2 separate regions of the Mus musculus genome follow, and region 1 is linked to region 2. The links are chromatin contacts, called in public HiChIP or PLAC-seq maps. All regions are on one chromosome and are shown on one strand. Each heading gives the region's core, a stretch centred on a gene start, on an enhancer-like site or on the middle of the called end of the contact. The rest is flanking DNA. Distances are from core to core; before and after follow the strand shown. Region 1 overlaps Gm30438 (a long non-coding RNA gene). Region 2 has its middle 2.8 kb from the start of Gm24258.

Evidence for each region. HiChIP or PLAC-seq counts read pairs in DNA pulled down with a chosen protein or histone mark.
Region 1: an H3K4me3 HiChIP or PLAC-seq map of bone marrow-derived macrophages shows a contact between it and region 2, with 3 times the contacts expected there. The contact joins two enhancer-like sites. A contact is called at or near these places in 1 of 39 promoter capture datasets (cranial neural crest), 9 of 484 Hi-C or Micro-C datasets (CD4 T cells, the N1E-115 cell line, Sertoli cells and 3 more), 6 of 115 datasets of contacts at active chromatin or transcription factors (the NIH/3T3 cell line, acute myeloid leukemia, bone marrow-derived macrophages and 2 more) and 2 of 9 other capture datasets (adipose tissue and embryonic stem cells).

Annotation. Positions count from the first base shown.
Region 1 is chr14:67,186,618-67,189,473 of GRCm38.p6, reverse strand. It overlaps Gm30438 (a long non-coding RNA gene), which reads right to left. Exons shown (of 8, transcript XR_874742.2): 8 at 262-676. Among named protein-coding and RNA genes, the nearest start is that of Gm30806, 13 kb to the left of the region's middle. Within about 2 kb of position 1,338, at least 261 of the 459 cell types and tissues checked have an H3K27ac peak or open chromatin away from gene starts, as enhancers often do. A contact at or near this core is called in bone marrow-derived macrophages, embryonic stem cells and stem cell-derived primordial germ cell-like cells, where this site is marked.
Region 2 is chr14:66,971,878-66,974,667 of GRCm38.p6, reverse strand. No RefSeq gene overlaps it. Among named protein-coding and RNA genes, the nearest start is that of Gm24258, 2.8 kb to the right of the region's middle. Within about 2 kb of position 1,292, at least 50 of the 459 cell types and tissues checked have an H3K27ac peak or open chromatin away from gene starts, as enhancers often do. A contact at or near this core is called in bone marrow-derived macrophages, embryonic stem cells and stem cell-derived primordial germ cell-like cells, where this site is marked.

The DNA.
Region 1 (2,856 bases), core at 89-2,588, 210 kb before region 2:
GTGGGAGAGAGAAAGGAGGGTCTTACAGAAAGTCCTTTATGTTTATAAATGGAATAGACCTGGTCCTAGCTCTGAGAGTTAATGCATGGCATTCACCTACACAAATGTCCAGCAGGATATCTGAAAAACCTCCTAAGACAATATGAACTATCCTACTAGATGTCCAGCATGGCGGGTCAGCGCCACTAAATGCCAGTAAGGCTCCCCTTTATTGTGATGACCAAAAAAAAAAAAAAAAAAAAAAAAAAAAAAAAAGCCCAGGTTCAAATTGCCTTCTAGAAAGCAGCTCCGCCCCTCTTGAGAGTTAGGAGGCAGGAAGTGAAGAGAGAGCCTAGGCGGCGCCTGGGTTCTGGCCAAGGGCGTGCCTGAAGTCCTGGGGGAGCACGGGGGCAGAGGGCTCTGTAAAGCAATCAGCAGAAACCCAGATCTCCGGTAAACGGATCTAGCTGGAGGATAGAGAGTTAAAGGGAAAGGGACACATGAACTACTCGGTGAGGTTTAGTCCTGTTTTTATCCTTAACAGTGTCTCGGTTTCACGGTCGCAAAGCTCATTGCGCTCCCCTGCCAGACGGTGGAGCTAGAGAGCCTCGTACAGATCCCGGTCCACTGGGTTCAGGTTTGAGGCAGGGCTGACTCAGCCCTCCACGGATGACACAGCAGGATCGTCGACTGTGACCTGCAAGCAACAGCTTCATTTATTAAATAATTAGCTAATTCTTTTTTTTTCCCATTTAACTTTATCGACCTATTACAGGTAGGGCGATGGCATTGGAAGGTTCAGACAGAAACCACTAAGATAAGACGGGACTCTGACCCTGACTCTTAAGCAAGAAATTAAAATCTCTTGCAATCTTCTAAGTGTCCCTAGGCAACACGCCCAGTGGAGCTGCCCTAGTCCCCTCCTCCTCCCTGCGGACAGCCAGGACTTCTACAGGAGGTGGAACACAAGCAGTCACGCAGTGGCTCCGCCCACTTCCTAGCCAATCACTGCACAGCCTTCTCCCTCCTTCCTGGAGGCAGGCACCCGAAGGATGTCGACGCGTTTAAACAAGCCATTTCAAAGGTTTAAGGGCTTGGGAGGTAGTGACTTCCACAGGATGCTAGAGGGTCCTGGTTGCAGTTGTGATTCTAAAGCTGGCACTGTTGGAAAAAAACGTAGTTGGTAGATAAGCTGGTGGAGGTGGATTGTTTACCTCCTGAGGCTCTGTGCGCACATCGCAGGCACAAAAAACGGAATGGAAAACCTCTATTGTCACCTTTTCTACCTCTTTGGAGGTGGGGGCAAAAGGCTACCTGATGCCAGTGTTGTTTGGTGAACCGTTCAACCATCCCTCCCAGCAGTTGCAGAACTCTACTTTCTGGACTCCTGGCAGCTGCCAGGCATCTCCGTGCCATATACTAGATTCTGGCCTGCAAGAGCCAAGTCTGGTTAGTCCTTGCAAGCTGAGCCCTTTCTGTACTGTAATCAATGCAATGGTGAGTCCTCTGGACTAATAACCAGGGCAACTACACCACCAACATCATCAACATCATCTTCACCACCACCCATCCACCCACACACGCTTTTACAGCATCTCACTCGATCCAGGCCACACCTGGCCAGGCAGGTGCCCTTGTTATGCCCATTTTACAGATAAGGAAATAGGAGGCTCAAGTCACCTGCCTGGAATGCAGCAGAACCACTCTCAGCAAATCCCTTACAAAGGCAACCTAATTTGGTTCACAGTTTAAAGGGGGGCGGGGGAGCCGGGATGTGTCAAGCACGGTGGGGAAGGCACAGCAGCAGGAAGGTAAGACAGCTAGCTGGTCCTGGGTATGAGTGCTTTGCCTGCCTGCATGTGGTTGACATGCATGCAGTGCCTGCACAGGCCAGAAAAGGGTGTCGGATCCCTGGAACTGGAATTAGAAGGTTGTGAATTGCCATATGTGTGCTAGCATCCAAACCCAGGTCCACATACTGCAACTGACCCTGGAGCTCAGTGCTTCAGCTAGTCTGGCCACTCAGCTTGCTCCGGGGATTCTCTGTCTCTGCCTCCCACCAGTGATGAGGTTATAGGCAATCGCTTTATCCACTGAGCCATCTCCACAGCCCCACACTTCAGCTATTTTAAACCGCCAAACCTTTGATACCTTTTTGTGGCAGCCAAGAGGACAGTGCCCAGCGGTGCTGCTGTGTCTGGGCAGACACCATGAGTCTGGATGTGGGAGTCTAAAAACAGCCACCATCCACTGTCAGGTACATGGAATGTTACTGTTTGCATGAAACCCAAAACCGGTGAGGACAAGAACAACAGATTGTTCTTGTCCTAGTTAGGGTTATCATTGCTGCGATCAAACACCACAACCAAAAACAATGTGGGGAGGAAAGAGTTTACCTGGCTTGCACTTCTCCTGCACTGTTCATGGAAGGAAGTCAGAGTAGAAAATCAAACAGGGCAGGAACCTGGGGGCAGGAGCTGATGCAGAGGTCATGGAGGAGTGCTGCTTGCTGGCTTGCTCCTCATGGCTTGCTCAGCTTGCTTTTTTCTAGCACTCAGGAGCTCCAGCTGAGAGGTGGCACCACCCACAAGGGTCCAGGCCCTCCCCTATGAAACTCTAATTATGAAAATGTCTTCCAGTCTTGGGCACAGCCTGATTGTATGGAGGCATTTTCTCAATCGAGGTTCCTTCCTCTCAGATACCTTAAGCTTCTATAAGTTGACATAAAGCAATCCAGGCAACTCCTCTCTCTTCCATCCTCCCAACCTCTTTCTTGTCTGTTTTGTGCCCAATGTCTGCGTGTGAGAGGGGTTTCTGTGAGGGAAGGAATAGAGAGTGGGGAGCTTAGGAGCAAGCCGTTAGTAACGAAAAGGAACT
Region 2 (2,790 bases), core at 43-2,542:
GATCCCTGGAAGTTGACTCAGACTGCCTGCCTCTACCTCCCTAGTCGTGGGTGGGGCCGGACCTTCCAGTCTTCTGGTAACCCTTTGGATTCCGGGACCCAGCTCCATACACCCAGGAGTCACCTCATTAGCATACACTGGGGCTGAAAGGGCTTATTACAGATAATTTAGGGAATTCCAAGCATCTTATGAGCTCTGCACTGGGAATGGGGTGATGTATGTGTCATTATAAACCACAGTGTCACAAGGTGATTCCTCAAGGTTCCTGAGGAAGAAAAGAAAATAACAGCTGTCACTGAAGCGTCCCTCTGAGATCCATCACTGCCCCATACTTGGCCTGAGGTCCGACACTTTACAAGTAGCTGTGCATTTTGTCTCTATGCAAACACACTTTTACCCTCTTGTGGTGAGGAGGGGCTTTGGCATCCACACTAGAGTCCTCTGGATTCCTGCTTCTCTAGGACTTGGCAAGTGGCTTGGATAGAGACACTTAGTCTAGGTGAAAGAAGACAGCTATCATGATGGCTTCCCTGGAGTGGAGTGACGTGGGACGTGCTTCCTCCGCACCCACCGCCACCAGGAGTGGTGCTATTGTGGTTGTTGGGTGGGAGTATGGGAAAGACATGGGAGAGACAGCAAGGTGTGGCTCAGGGCTGCAGACAGGTCAGAGGCCATGTCGGTATCTTTCTCTGTCTCTGAGGTTTCGTTGCTAGAATTAAAGGTGCACACCCACTTTCTTTCCTGCCTCTCCTCTTCTCCTTGTTTTAGTTTTTTTTGGAACAACGTCTCACTATATATAGCTCAGACTAGCCTAGAACTTGTGATCCTCCTGCCTCAGCTTCCAGAGTGTAGGGATCATAGGATTTCTCCAGCATGCCCATGATGGCTCTTTTTAAAGAAAATAGCCATCTGGCTAGGCATTGGTGGCACATACCTTTAGTCCCAGCACTCAGGAGGCAGAGGCAGGTAAATCTCTGGTTCTAGGCAAGCCTGGCCTACACAGTGAGATCTAGGGCAGCCAGAGCTACACAGAGAAGTGCTGTTTAGAAAAGAAAAACAAAAACAAGACAGCCATCTGTCATCATACCAAGTTAAATACATCAGGATGGAGCAGTGATTGATGGAAAGGTTCTGGTATATGACCGGTGATCGGGCTCTTCTGCCAGGGTTGTGTGATGTGAAAGCTTATACTAGGTAGGCAAGTTTACCCACGGCCCTCTCAGCAATGAGGAAGCTGAAGAAGGAGGATCTGGATTTGGATCTGTCTCACTATACAGTGAGACCTCTGATGATGCTCAAGAGCCAACCAACAGTCAGCAGACCAGCAGCTGATGGTGACATCACTGCTTCACGGCTGTCTGGCATGCTGTGAGTGGGCCTCACGTGTCCCTGAGGAAGGAATTCCTCAGCCACACCTCCTCAGCTTGCTGTTTGTTTACTCAACCAGGGATGGCAGGGCCTGGCCTCTCATGGGACAGCAGCTGAGGCAAAGGTGACAAACCCAAGTACCTGATTTCCTCAGATACAGACAGACCAGTCTCTTCCCTGACTCAGCAGCCTGGTGTAGGAGCCTGGCCCTCTGGATGACAGGTATAGAGCTGTTGAGGTTGTACCAAAGTGTGGGTTCACTCCTTCATTCATTCAGTTTAGACCACTAATTTTACTTTATTATTATTATTATTAACCACAAGAAGAGTATGATGTAATAGAACCTAAGTTTGATGGTCCTGAGGGGAGGAGAAAGCTCTTGTTCTGAGTGGGTGTGCATGCAGCCCAAGGCAGGTGGGATTGCAGAGTGGGGTGTGTTTCACCAGCTAAAGAATGTCCCCTGCTGCTCAACTATTCTATATGCTTGCCTGACTTCCATACAAGCCTGATTTTCTTTAAGACTATTTCTTATTTTTAATTAGGGGTGGTGTGTGTGTGTGTTTATGTGTGCGCATGTGACTACAGTACCAGTAGAGGCCAGGAGAGGGCGATGTATCCCCTATAACTGTAATTACAGGCAATTGTGAGCTGATGGGTCCTCTGAGCCAGTTCTCTCTAAACCTCTTCATGATCTGTTCCCTTTTCCTTCTCTGAGCCCCTCCCTGTGTATGTGAGGTACACACCTTATTAAACTTCTGTTTGCTTTACTATCAGTCTGATAGTTGTTACAAAGCTCTGCCCATCTAAAAACTGAAAGGTCAAGAGAATATGTTTTCTTCTGCAGTTCTTCATCCCTCTACATTGTACACTTAAACATGCTTTACTGTCACGTATACTTATTTCACTATGTTTTTGTTTTTATAATAGACAGTAAATGTACAAAATAATGAGTTCTATTGTGATACATCATCCTTGCATGTATATAACTGACTTTGATGATACCCTCCCTCATCCTCCCTCATCCTCCCCATCCTCCCCATCCTCCCTCATCCTCCCCATCCTCCCTCATCCTCCCTCATCCTCCCCATCCTCCCCATCCTCCCCATCCTCCCTCATCCTCCCTCATCCTCCCTCATCCTCCCTCATCCTCCCTCATCCTCCCCATCCTCCCTCATCCTCCCTCATCCTTCCTCATCCTCCCTCATCCTCCCCATCCTCCCTCATCCTCCCCATCCTCCCTCATCCTCCCTCATCCTCCCTCATCCTCCCCATCCTCCCTCATCCTCCCCATCCTCCCTCATCCTCCCTCATCCTCCCTCATCCTCCCCATCCTCCCTCATCCTCCCTCATCCTCCCTCATCCTCCCCATCCTCCCTCATCCTCCCCATCCTCCCTCATCCTCCCCATCCTCCCTCATCCTCC